Linked DNA regions of Scylla paramamosain: region 1 is linked to region 2. The links are chromatin contacts, called in public Hi-C maps. All regions are on one chromosome and are shown on one strand. The core of a region is the stretch at or near the end of the contact, and the rest is flanking DNA. Distances in the headings are between cores, read along the strand shown.

What was found. A called contact is a pair of places that touch in the nucleus more often than the background predicts.
Region 1: a Hi-C map of testis shows a contact between it and region 2, with 3 times the contacts expected there. The contact joins the promoter of LOC135103042 here to the enhancer-like site in region 2. A contact is called at or near these places in 2 of 2 Hi-C or Micro-C datasets (muscle and testis).

What each region holds. Positions count from the first base shown.
Region 1 is chr8:26,186,445-26,189,675 of ASM3559412v1, forward strand. It overlaps LOC135103042 (nuclear receptor-binding protein homolog), which reads right to left and starts at 1,783. Exons shown (of 12, transcript XM_064008938.1): 1 at 1,531-1,783. The coding sequence starts at 1,662.
Region 2 is chr8:26,106,966-26,110,024 of ASM3559412v1, forward strand. It overlaps LOC135103042 (nuclear receptor-binding protein homolog), which reads right to left. Exons shown (of 12, transcript XM_064008938.1): 6 at 2,634-2,717; 7 at 2,404-2,522; 8 at 1,411-1,588; 9 at 499-661. Among protein-coding and RNA genes, the nearest start is that of LOC135103041, 11 kb to the left of the region's middle. Within about 2 kb of position 1,581, the one cell type or tissue checked has an H3K27ac peak away from gene starts, as active enhancers do.

The sequences.
Region 1 (3,231 bases), core at 533-3,032, 80 kb after region 2:
TGTGTTGAGGCACTGGGTTCTTGTCCTTCTAGATGGCTGTGCTGAGACTTGTAGTGGTGTGAAGCTTGTGGTGCCCAAATCTGGACTTGTGTGTTCTGCAGGGACATCCTAGTGACTCTGTGCTCCAGCTGTGTGTAGATACCTGAGTGACTATAGCCAGCGAATGTATATGGATGGTGTGTGATGCACTTCGGAGTGTTTGTATAAAAGGAAACAAAACTGTGCCTGAGAATCCCCTCTTCAATTACTCTTATTCCTATAAGACAAGGTGTCATGTAGAAACCACGTCTCAGCTACCCTAGGGTGTCAGCCAAGTAAATTATATACATAAATAGACCAAAGATGCTGGAGTAGCCTTCCTAGAGCTCATCAATTCTAAGATTTGAACACTGCTATCAATATTCTGCATATGTTACACAACTCAGTCATTATTATTAGTACAGCTTGGTCTAGTAATGAAATCTTTTTGACTGGCATACCCACAGATCTGCACTACCTTTATATTCATTTGAAATAACTTCTACATGCCTATACATAGGTGAAGAAAAGGTAGCCAACCAGGTGAGTGCTGTCTCACAAATCATAAACAATATGGAAAGACAACAGTTTGTAATTTTATGACAAAATAATTTCATTTCAAGACGAAGCCTACACACATACAAAGTTTTCTTCCAAACTCCAAATAGCTTTATGGCATTGCCAGATGGACCAGCACTTGGACTGTCTGCACACATGGAAATGATCTTTGTGGAGCATGATCAGTACCGCATGATGCCAGCTCCCCTCATCACCACCAACCACCACCACCACCACCCCGTGTTACTTGGCCTATCTTCACATTTCGCCAAATCAATACTTGGCAACCTTACTTAACGTGACCAATGACTGCCCTCAACACATCCCTGACCATTACATCCTCCCAGGCCCAACACACACAGTCCCAGGCTGCCCCTCATACAACCCCCTCGCAGGACCACGGGGACACGGCTGTGGGACGCCCGTAACCACGCCCACTGCCGCCCTACACAGACATTTCCCGAGACACGAGACACCGCCACACGTAAACCTTAACGGAATGTCTATTTATAAAGGTGTCTGGAGCCGGGAATGAGAGAAAGGAGCATGAGGGAAAGACAAGACATCACACAGTATTGGATCACCTGCCGTTCCCATCCCAATACCTGCCAAAGGTCACCTGATCTCAAATCCTAATATTTTGTACGGTCTGATCGAGTGCCAATAGCAGTTTCTGTCCCGCTGGTAATGTGTGGTGGGGTGCAATGACTAGGGGCGTGAGGGAGGCAAGGAAATGTCCAGGGAGGAGGATGGTTGGCCGCCCTGGGATGCGTCATGCCTAAGGGGGGAGAGGGGACCAGGGGGATGGACACACGGACTCACATTACCAGGACTCCCACCTAGCCCATGTACAGCATAGCCCTGCCACGTCCACGACAACATGCCCAGTAGACCACAACACCCCAATACCCTGCAGCAACATACACAACACCCAGAACAACCCCAGCACCTTACCTCCTGCCGCCGCTTGGACCATCTTCCACAAGGACTCTCCTCTAATATTTCACTTTCATCCTCACTGTCCTCGCCACTTTCTCGAGGCGATTTAGCTTCGGTCTCATTGCCGCCATTCTTACTCCCCGTCATAATGAACTGGGGGGCTTCTTTTCAAGTTTTATGTGGGGAACGGATAATAACCCGCGGCGCACTCAACACGTACTATACATCCTCCCTTGGTCTCGGTCAATCAAACACTGAGGTGGTGGATTGCTGTCTGCCGTCCACTGCTGTCTGGGGTTGCCACTTCTCGCTATATGATCTGCTTTTATTCCTTCCTCTTATAAGAAAGCAACCTTTAAAATCAATCTTTTAACATATTAGAGTAATTGTATATACATGTGTGACTATAATGTAGTTTTACATACATTCGATATTCGATACTTTTGTTATTTAGGGAATCATTTCAAACTAATAGAAAACTTGCCTTCAGCTTCTTTATTTTCTATATATTATTTACCCAGACTGCTGTGACTGCTATATGGTAAATAATGAGGTATGTTAGTGTCGTTAGCAACATATTTGTGAGGGTACTTTTATTATACTTGAAATATAAATGCAGTTTACTTTTACGAGGCATCTACTATGAATTGTGACAACATACGTATTACACTGCGTAGCCAAAAAATTATTAAGCTTAGATCAAGAACGTGCAATCAACAATGTGTCTGCGCAGCGTAATCATATCTGCTTTATCAAATAGAGTTTTGTATAAGCAAAAATAACTGCTGCATTGATGCGCCATATTTTCCTTACTCGTGATATGGCTAAATAACACGTAAATAAATAATTAAATAAATACTAGAAATTATAGGTACAAACCATTTTTTTTTTTTGTAGGCTAATATGTGTGTGTGTGTGTGTGTGTGTGTGTACTCTTGTCTCCTATTTATTTATATTTTCAAAAATCTCTCTCTCTCTCTCTCTCTCTCTCTCTCTCTCTCTCTCTCTCAAGTTAGATGTGAAATAAATAAATAAATAAAAATAAGCCAACACAACGAGCAGCTCAGAGCGAATCAAGCTATGCGTTGCAGCGGCGTTCGTCTCCGTCTCTTGACCTTGGAGCACGTGGCGGTGGATCGTGACAGGCCCTAGTGTGATGTAACATTCATACTACTATAGTTTGCCTTTCCCAGCTTTCTTCAGATATTTAATCATCGATGAGTTGGAAGTTACATGTTAGCCAAGTACTGCTATAGAAATTTACATTTGAACTACGGAGGCTCATGAATTTCGTGTGTGTGTGTGTGTGTGTGTGTGTGTGTGTGCGTGTGTGAATTATTCACTATTTTTTTTTTCTATATTATTATAGTTTACTTACGTATTCGTTTACCTAGTAGTTTTCATTAATTTATTTTTTTGTTGTATTCATTGACTTGTTTAATTGTTTGTTTGTTACTAACGTATTTTTGTTATTTCCTATTATATTTATTTGTTTTATTTATTCATTTGCACTCGTTTACAAGAAAAAGGATAAAAGATAACCTGCTGGTGATCATTGGTATGCCGTGCAGTAGTCACCGTCTGATGCAGATGTCTACGTCGAGTAAGGTTCGATTCCCGCATGTCGCTTCCCTCTTAACGCTTTTAACCCTTTAGATCAATTCGCCATTGCTTTAAAACACGAACCATTGAACAGTTCTGCAGCGGTGGAGATGC
Region 2 (3,059 bases), core at 331-2,830:
CTTCAAGCAAGCTTTCAATAAAAATACCTACATTTACATGGCTCTTATTTTTCAACAGTAACATGAGTGGTGTATGAATTCCCTGTGGTTCATAGAGTTTTGTTTAAAGCTTTGAGAGCTGTTCATTGTTTTGAGTAATGCATGAGTTACTTATGAATGACTGCCAATCACCTCTAAGAAATAAACACATCATGCAGCTCACTAAAGTTGACAAGGATATGATCTTTGTAGTATCTAATACTGTCATTTAGGGTGATTCAAATCATAATTAGATAAACTAAAAAAATATACCTGTATTAATTCAACAGACACTCATTTTTGAGATACTGGTCAGTATTAATGAGGCAAGCTGGTATTTTGCCTGTTGATCACATCTTGGCTCAGTAAAACTACCCATCAAATTTAAGATGGATCAAAGTTCCTCTAAATCAGAAGCAGCTGGATTAAAGACAGTACATTTTGTGAATGGAGATAACACATGCATACAAATCAACATACCTGACATCTTCAATAAACTTCTCCAGCTTCTCAAAGACAGGGATATCAGACATTCGGAATAACGTAGGGTCTCCACTACTGTGTCTGATCTCTGCCACAACACTGTCACTGTGGTACTGGTGCTGAAGCATGTCTTCGATGGAATTGTCTATTAATTTCTTTGCTGAAATTTGAAAAAAGTGCACTAATATGAGGAAAAAACAGCATCTTTTCTCTTTTAAAATCTGAATTGCTGATCTTGAATTCATACAAAAAAATTTTCCTCTAAGACAATCATTTTCCTAAATAAACACATTTTTTCAGGTAACTGCTACATCCTGTTTAATGTTTTATATCAGTATGAGTAATCTTCTAGTTAATAATAACAATATATTTTCCTTCATAAACAATTTCCCTAAAACAAGATAATCTGACATTCTGCCACAATAGCAGGAAATTGGCAACTGTACATCACAGGAAATATAGCACACTTTTAAAAATGTAAAACAGAAGTGAAGCCACAAATTCAACATTACACTGCTTATCCAGGATAAACTCACTTTATGCACTGATGTGTTCTGTGATGTTTCAATGAAGATATTACTTATAAAGATTCCTAATATCCTCATTCTTAAAGTATGTATGCAGATGCACATGTTACTCAAACTGCAATTGGTGATGCAGACTTGGGAGTGGCTAATTTGTGGATGTGGATATCAGATACATATCTATTGCAGATTAAATTTTAGGGTAAGACTTTAGATTGTATCAATTTATACAAAAGAAGATGAAAATATAACATAAAATAATAATGAAATGTATGAAGACTCAAAAGAAGAAGGTGTACTGAGATATTTACAGTAAAAAATCCAGTAAATGGGAGGATATCCCTCTCACAACATAGCTCTTCATAATGTACGTCAAGCTACTCACATTTGGGTTTGTGTATAAGAGCATGGGCTGCCAATAGCTTGAGAGAATGAACTTCAAATAAGACAGGATGGAACAGCAACTCTGTGGTGCTTGGACGCTGACTCTGGTCAGGTATTAGGCACTTCTGAATGAAGTCTCTCTGCTGTTCATGTTCCAAGGAATGTATAGTTCTGAGCACCTGAAATAAAAATGGAATAAGTGAAAACCATGTATACATCTACGCATGCACATAGGTGCACACACGCACACGCACATGCACACGTGTGTGCGCACACACACACACACACACACACATACCGCACATGGTAGTAGTTAGCATGCTCGGCTCATAATCAAGAAGGCCCAGGTTTGAGTCCTGGGCACAGCGAGGCAAATGGGCAAGCCTCTTAATGTGTAGCCCTTGTTCACCTAGCAGCAAGTAGGTATGGGATGTAACCTGAGGGTTTGTGAACTCGGTGTCCCGGTGTGTAGTATGTGAATGGTCTCAGTCCTAACTAAAGATCAGTCAGTATGAGCTCTGAGCTCTTTGTGTAGGAGAATGGCTGGCTGGGTAACCAGAAGATGACTGTAAATGAATAACACACAAAATATATAGCTTGGATTTATAGGTAAATGCTTTTTAGGATAATAAAGAGTTCAGTCCCCTAAGGAGAAGGGTCACTTGTGCCTATGCCTTCATTCCTTCCAACAATTCCCTTTTCACACTATAACACTTAAGAACACACCCGATGGCTTCCCTGTCCAGTCACCCACTTTCTTTAGGTCCTTGAGTGCTGCACACAAGCATTCATCTTGTCCTAAGTGCTCCTTTATCATTTCAATTACAAATATCTGATCCACACAATCTTTTCCTTCCCTCACTAGTCAAAAAAATTATCCTTTCCTTACTTTTTAAAATACATAAATGTTAGACAAATACTTGGGACATGTGGGAATGAAAAAAGTATGAATGGCCATACAGGGCATGCCTGACACAGGTAACAAAATCCTCACCTGTTCTTGTGTAACCACATTTCCAGAGTCTCCATTACCAGGAATTTCTAAGGCAGCCATCTCCAGAGCTGCCATTCCAAAGGAATAGATGTCTACAGCTGGTGTGACAGGAGAAGAATCTGAAACAAGCCATCCATGTAACACACAAAAGCAAAATGAAGATTGCATTAATCTATGTAGTGAGATGGCAGTGATGGTCATCTATATCCAAGCCTCAGAATCCTACTTACTTCCATATTCAGGGGCTATGAAATGCATGTTTTTCATGTCATCCCTGCAGGTCTTGACATGTGAATGTATTTGATCCGGCGCCACTGAAAAATAGGATCCATCATCAGTTAACTTCCCTTCCGTGACTTGAGAAGCGCTACCCTCAACTTACAGTGAGCTGGTGGCTGGTCAGTCACACCCTGACTGTTTCACATGAACATTCGCCCAGACTTACCAATGTGGGTGTCCTGCTCCCAACAACCAAGGTGGACTGAGGATGCCAACAGCTCACTGCCCACACATCAGCTGACCCAAATCACACCTACACTCACACCCCTTGGTTAGTCCCCATGTGAGTGTAGCTGTAGCTTGGAGAGCTGATGAAAACAGCCATGCAAAAATGCAAAAGCTGATTGGGGGAAAGGATCCTTCATGGCAGACATTTA